2 separate regions of the Mus musculus genome follow, and region 2 is linked to region 1. A link is a contact called in public Hi-C data. All regions are on one chromosome and are shown on one strand. Each heading gives the region's core, a stretch centred on a gene start, on an enhancer-like site or on the middle of the called end of the contact. The rest is flanking DNA. Distances are from core to core; before and after follow the strand shown. Region 1 overlaps Thada (thyroid adenoma associated). Region 2 overlaps Thada (thyroid adenoma associated).

Region 1 (3,032 bases), core at 272-2,771:
GGTGGCTCACAACCATCTGTAACAAGATCTGATGCCCTCTTCTGGAGTGTCTGAAGATAGCTACAGTGTACTTACATATAATAAATAAATCCTTTAAAAAAAAAAAAAAAAAAAAAAAAAAGAAAGAAAGTAAGCCAGCATGTGGGCTCTGGGAATACTGTTCAACTGGTAAAGTGCTACATGCAAGCATGAGAACATAGCCTGGCTCCCTGGGACCCAGGTAAAAATCTGGGTACAGTGCCATTTACCTGAAATCCCAGAGCTGGGAGACACGATAAGAGATTTCTTGAGGTGAGCCAGTATAACTGATTTGGGATCTTTATTTAAATAAGGTGGGGCATGATTGAGGAAGACAGTCAATATCAAACTCTAGTCATCACATGCACAAACCCCTCAAGAGACAGAAAGACTGGCTGGCCATGGTGGTGCACGCCTTTAATCCCAGTACTTGGGAGGCAGAGGTAGTCAGATGTCTGTGAGTTCAAGGCCAGCCTGGTCTCATCACAGGTTCTAAGACAGTTAGAAATACAAAGAAGGACCTGTTTGGAGGCAGGGGGTCAGGGTTGGGGGTCAGGGGGGAGACTGACAGAAACAGAGAAATCATGAAGACCATTCTTTAGCTGAGTCTCTCGGCTTCCTTTCTCTTTTTACCTGCTCCATTTTAGCCTCCTTTCATCTTTCCTGTAGTTGACTTAGCAGGGAACTAAGATGCTCACCAGAACGTTATATCCTAAACTAAGCCTTGAATTTCAAATATCATTCTTGTCTCTTCAAGCCTCCCAACCCACTAAGTCCACCACTGCAAACTACAAATAGTGGGAGTTTAAGTCCCTATTTTCCGTGGTGAGAGGCAGCCCCACCACAGGCAAACCCTGTGACCGACTCCTTTTCTCTCCAGGTGGTTGGCCTTGAATCTAGCAGGCTGTGCGTTGGGCATCCTGCCTACTGGGTACTCATTTAAAAAAAAAAACCAAACAAACCCAAAACAAAAACCTGTGGTTTCTGGGAAATGGATATTGTGAAATGGAGTGAAAAGAACTTGCAGTCTGAAACTAGTGGCCTTTCCCTCCCCTCACACTTGAGTAAGAACTCCCTGACAGAGCGGCTTCTTCAAAGATGAGAAACAAGGGAGATTTATGGACAGGCCTGTTAAAGAAAGCTGGGACTGCTTGTAGCCACGGTGGAAGGTCAGGGGATTCCTAGATCTCTTCTAGGTTGGTAGGTAGGGTAGACAGGAAGGAGATGAGCCACCAGAAAAATATTCCTGCTAGTTTCTCAGTCAAATCCAATTTTTGGCCAGAAGCCTACTTATGTTTGGCTCAGTCTCTTACTTATAACTCCTGAAGGGCGAGGAAGGGCTAGAGGCAGAGCCTAAGGGCGACACTGCACATGACACATCCTGAGCCCTGGGAGTGCAGAGCCAATGATTTCTATGTGCATTTTGTAAGTATAAAGTAGAGTGTGGACTATCAAACAGGCCTCCCCATCATTTCCCTGGCTGGAGAGGTCAGAGGAATTACATCATGGTGGCCTAGTGGCAAAGGCTTATAACACTGAGGACTCTTACTTTCTGGTCTGACAGGACTGAAGTACCAGTGTGACCTGACCTAAGCCTGCAAGGCTCATTATGGCTCACAAGGGAGGCTGCACAGGAAAGCCCACCACCCTGAGGTCCAGATCCACCTGCCTTTCCACAACCAAAGAGAGCTACAGAAACCAGGTCACAGTCTGATGCAAGCCACTCTAGGTGCTAACCTGTCAGCTACCTTGCTGATGCAAGATATTCTCTATCCTGAAAATCTCTATCCTTAAAAAGCTTCTGGTGTGGGTGAGCCGATGAGACTCCTGACCAACAAACACCAGAACTGAAGAAGGTGGGTGTGACCAAAGTCGTCTGAGTTCTGATGTCCAAAAGGCCATGTGGAAAAGGAGGTCCAAGGAGCTGGCTAGGCCTTAGGAACCTAAGACTAATGGGCTGACTTAGCACAGGCCATGACAACACTCCCACAGACATGAAGTAGGTATAGGCAGGGTGACTCTAAAAGGACCTGGGACTCTACCCATTCTTGGGTCTTTCCACAGTGTCACTCTGCCATATCCCTCCTGCATGTCTTTATTCTTTAGCCTCTACTAGGTGCTGTCACCCAGTCACTTCTCTTCCCATCACTTCTAACGATATGGTGATTGTAATTGCAAGGTGTGTGTGCTTGTCTTCTAAGTAAGCCTTTACATTTCAGGCAATGGATGGGGCTAAAATGTCACACGGATCCACATTCACTTGATTTTATTTTATTTTTTTAATTTTGAGACAGGATTTCTGTGTAGCCCTGGCTATCCTAGAACTCGCTCTATAAACCAAGCTGGCCTCAAACTCACAGATATCCACCTGCCTCTGCCTCTCAAGTACTGGGATTAAATGTGTGTGTCACTACCATCTGGCCCATATTCTCATTTATGAGGACAGAGACAATTCATCCATCTTTTCTCGTATACTTGGCTCTGTGAGTTGCGATGATAAAAGCAACATGGATGCAAGCGAGGTAAAATCTGTCTGGGAATGATGAGCAGGGTTCTAAATAACCAAGGCCAGGGGCTCAGTACCATTCAAATGTGAGCCCCCAGCTGCCAGTGTGAATGCAGCTAGCCCTCTGCAGTATTAGAGCATGTCAGAACTAGAGGATGGAAGTGGGAAGTATGCATCTCTCTTCCATGCCCATCCCCTACCATGTAGACGGGGAACGTCTTAGCTGAGCATGTTGCTACTTGGCTCAAATCAACAGTCCTGGGCCTCTTGTGAGAGCTGCAGACCACGAGCAGCTCCTGGCTGCTAAGGTTGATGTTGAAGGAGATGCAGCACCTACAGTGGCCTTCCCTTCCTCCTGTCACTAGACAGTGCACATGGGAGTGAGGCTGGACCTACCGTCTTAGAAGACAAGAGGGACAGTACAACTGCAAATGTAGAGCAGTGGGAAATAAGGTGTGGGTCCCTTGATGACAGGGCCACCACACAAGCCTGCTGGGTATTCTGAGTT
Region 2 (3,032 bases), core at 233-2,732, 36 kb after region 1:
CCCAGGCTGGGCTTAAATCTGTCTTGGCCTCCCTAGTGCTGGAATTCTGTGAAATCTGCTGTACATTTTATATTTACAGAACATCTCACTTTAGAGCAGCTACATACATCACACGCTCATGTGCCACCTCTGAGCTTGTTTCTATCTCACTGGGCAGTACAAGTACAGCACACGTCGAGCCATGACTGTCACACTAGAGAAAGAGGCACATGCTGTGTTCCCACCAAGTCTTACTCCATAAAGGATGCTAAGAAGAGTGATGTGTGCGAGTGAGATAGTGAAGACGGTGTGTGATGCCATTTAACTGGGGCAAATGCTCTTACTGATGGAAAGAGTTTGGAGGATAGAATGATTAAAGAGTCCCCAAATCCATCCTCATGGGGTTCATAGACAAAGGACGAGAAAGAAGCTGGGGAAGCAAAGGTGCACAGCATCACAGCATCCAAGGGCTGACCCTTTTGTACCAGACTAAACACAACGCACATCTGGGTGAGGTGGCTGCACATGTCCTTGGCCCCTGCAAAGCACTTTAAGATGGCTTAGAGTTTAGGAACAGGGTTCCATATGAATAGAACCCACTGTCCAACAATTTCAGTCAAACACACAACTCTGCGGGTGTCCTAGTGAGGAGGCTGTAAGCAGACCTTCCAGTCACATCTGCAGATGTGGAATCTGAGGAGAAGATCAGAAGGCAAGAGTCTAGAACAGCTTGCTTGTTAGCATCTGGGTTTTGTTCTTTTTATAATCGCTGGATTCCAGTTAACTCAAGTGTAAACTAAAGTAGATGCCACACAGCTAGAACGACCTATATTTTATTACACAGACCTGGATAGTCTAAAGAATATAGGTGGGACAATATTCATAACTATGTTGAGATGAAAGGTACAAGTTAGAATGTTAGCTTTTTTTTTTTTTTTGAAGATAGGATGTAACCTACGCTGGCTTAGAACTCAATGAGTAGCTGAGGATAGCTTTGAACTCCTGATCATCCTGCCTCTACCTCCCCCCCCCCCCTTTTTTTGTTTTTTTGTTTTTGTTTTTTCGAGACAGGTTTCTCTGTATAGCCCTGGCTGTCCTGAAACTCACGCTGTAGACCTGGCTGGCCTCGAACTCAGAAATTCGCCTGCCTCTGCCTCCCAAGTGCTGGGATTAAGGGCATGTGCCACCACGCCCAGCCTGTCTCTACCTCTCTAGTGCTGATATTACAGGTATGAGACACAATGCCTGGGTAAACCAGGAAACGTCTCCCATAAAGCAACATGATCTTATACTACTGGATGTGGAGAGGATTATGTGTTCTGATTACCTCTGCATGGCCACAAGGGCTCTGTGAGCTAATAACACATTAATCTGGGTGAGACATTTCAATGCCCTTTCCACAAATACTTTCAATTGGTTTGAATTTGGTAACAGAGCTCCATTTAGACAGAGCTGGACTTTGACAGCCTGGACATATTTACTGAAGGTAACGACTCATGGTTAGGCTAAATTCCAGCAAGAGAAGGCCTGGCCTGTGTGTACTCGGAACCTGACTTCCATGTGCAGCCTCCTTAGACTCCTAAGCAGTTAGGAGGGGCTTTAGCTGCAAGCTCATTGTCCTGTGTTCCAGCTGGATGTGAGAACACATTTCAGCCTGGGGCCTGGAACTCATGTAGTACACTTTCTGAGGCCTCTTTCTTACACGAACATATCAAATTATTTTTATTTGGGACATCCTTCTCTCTTTACTTCACTTTGTGAATCAAATAGCCTAGAGACATGTATGAAGTCAGAGCCTGAGGGAGGAACTCTTACATGAACTGGTGAAGGGTAGATTGAGAACAGGGGCTCAAATATCCACCAAGGGACGAGCCAGTTCAGCTATCTATAGGATGGAACAGGATGAACCATTACAGAAAATGACATTTTCAAAGAAAAGCACAGAACAGCAAAAGGTCAAGGTCTTGGGAACACAGAGGTATGTGAGTTGGATTCACACTCGTTTTTTGGATGATCACATAGAACATATGTGAGGGCAGGTCTCCTTGAGCTTCTAGGAAAGAGCCACACAGATTCTGAGTCAGTCTCACACTTAGCCGTGGGTGTGTGTGCTACCCAAAACGCTACCTGCAATGTTCCAAGGGAGAACTGCCAGTCATACCTGTCTGCTTGCCTTCCTCAGGTCTGTCCAGGCAGTTAGTCAGCAGGAAGAGAATATCAATATACACAGCTCTGGTTACCAGGCATGGATTTTGCCTAGAAAAGTAAAGAATGGAGAGTTAATTGCCTGGGCCTTGGGGAGGGGAAAAATAGGTGTTTTCTACTAGGCATGTAATTAGGCAGCTACATTATACTAAAAACAACAACAACAAAAACCAAAAAATGATGGACTACTGTGGGTAGGAAGAAATTAGCAATCTGTAACAGAATGAGTCCCCAAACCTGTGACAGAGGCTCTGTCTATGTCATAGTCACTGTTGCTGTCGCTGTCTTCATACACAGCAGAATAGGGCATGGAATCCCTTTATAGATGGTTGTGAGCCACCATGTGGTTGCTGGGAATTGAACATAGGACCTCTGGAAAAGCAGTCAATGCTCGTAACTGCTGAGTTATCTCTGTAGCACCCAAAGAAAGAATTTAATTGGAGGCTTGCTTACAGCTTCTGAGGACTACTCCATCATGGTCATGGAAGGGGCCACGGAAGCACTCGGGCACAGTGTATGAGACCTTTCCATCCTGATCCCGGCCCTCTGTGGGCTTTTACAACCTCAAAGCCCTCTGCCAGTGACACACTGTCTCCAACCAGGTCACACCTACTTCAACAAAGCCTGGTCTCCTATGGTTCTAATCCTTCTCAAACGACTAGGCATTCAAATACAAGAGTCTCCGGGCCACCCTTACTCATATCACCACAGTCTGTGTGAGGACCAAGAAGACAAAACTGCCCTGCCATGCTCTAGATAACCTAAGCCTTTGACATCTATCCTACTGACGTGAAAACAGGGAGAAGGTGCTATGAAGATGTAGTATCCCCTCTGAGCTGGAGAAAATG

The links. A called contact is a pair of places that touch in the nucleus more often than the background predicts.
Region 2: a contact with region 1 is called in a Hi-C map of liver, with 2.2 times the contacts expected there. The contact joins two enhancer-like sites. A contact is called at or near these places in 15 of 484 Hi-C or Micro-C datasets (the 3T3-L1 cell line, 3T3-L1-derived adipocytes, CD4 T cells and 10 more) and 3 of 115 datasets of contacts at active chromatin or transcription factors (the HPC-7 cell line, embryonic fibroblasts and embryonic stem cells).

Annotation. Positions count from the first base shown.
Region 1 is chr17:84,214,415-84,217,446 of GRCm38.p6, forward strand. All of the region lies in intron 36 of Thada (thyroid adenoma associated), which reads right to left. Gm36279 (a long non-coding RNA gene) reads left to right here. Exons shown (of 4, transcript XR_385852.4): 4 at 1,583-3,032. Among named protein-coding and RNA genes, the nearest start is that of Gm36279, 24 kb to the left of the region's middle. Within about 2 kb of position 1,522, at least 56 of the 459 cell types and tissues checked have an H3K27ac peak or open chromatin away from gene starts, as enhancers often do. A contact at or near this core is called in liver, where this site is marked.
Region 2 is chr17:84,250,194-84,253,225 of GRCm38.p6, forward strand. Thada (thyroid adenoma associated) reads right to left here. Exons shown (of 38, transcript NM_183021.3): 31 at 2,141-2,235. Among named protein-coding and RNA genes, the nearest start is that of Gm24492, 36 kb to the right of the region's middle. Within about 2 kb of position 1,483, at least 10 of the 459 cell types and tissues checked have an H3K27ac peak or open chromatin away from gene starts, as enhancers often do. A contact at or near this core is called in liver, where this site is marked.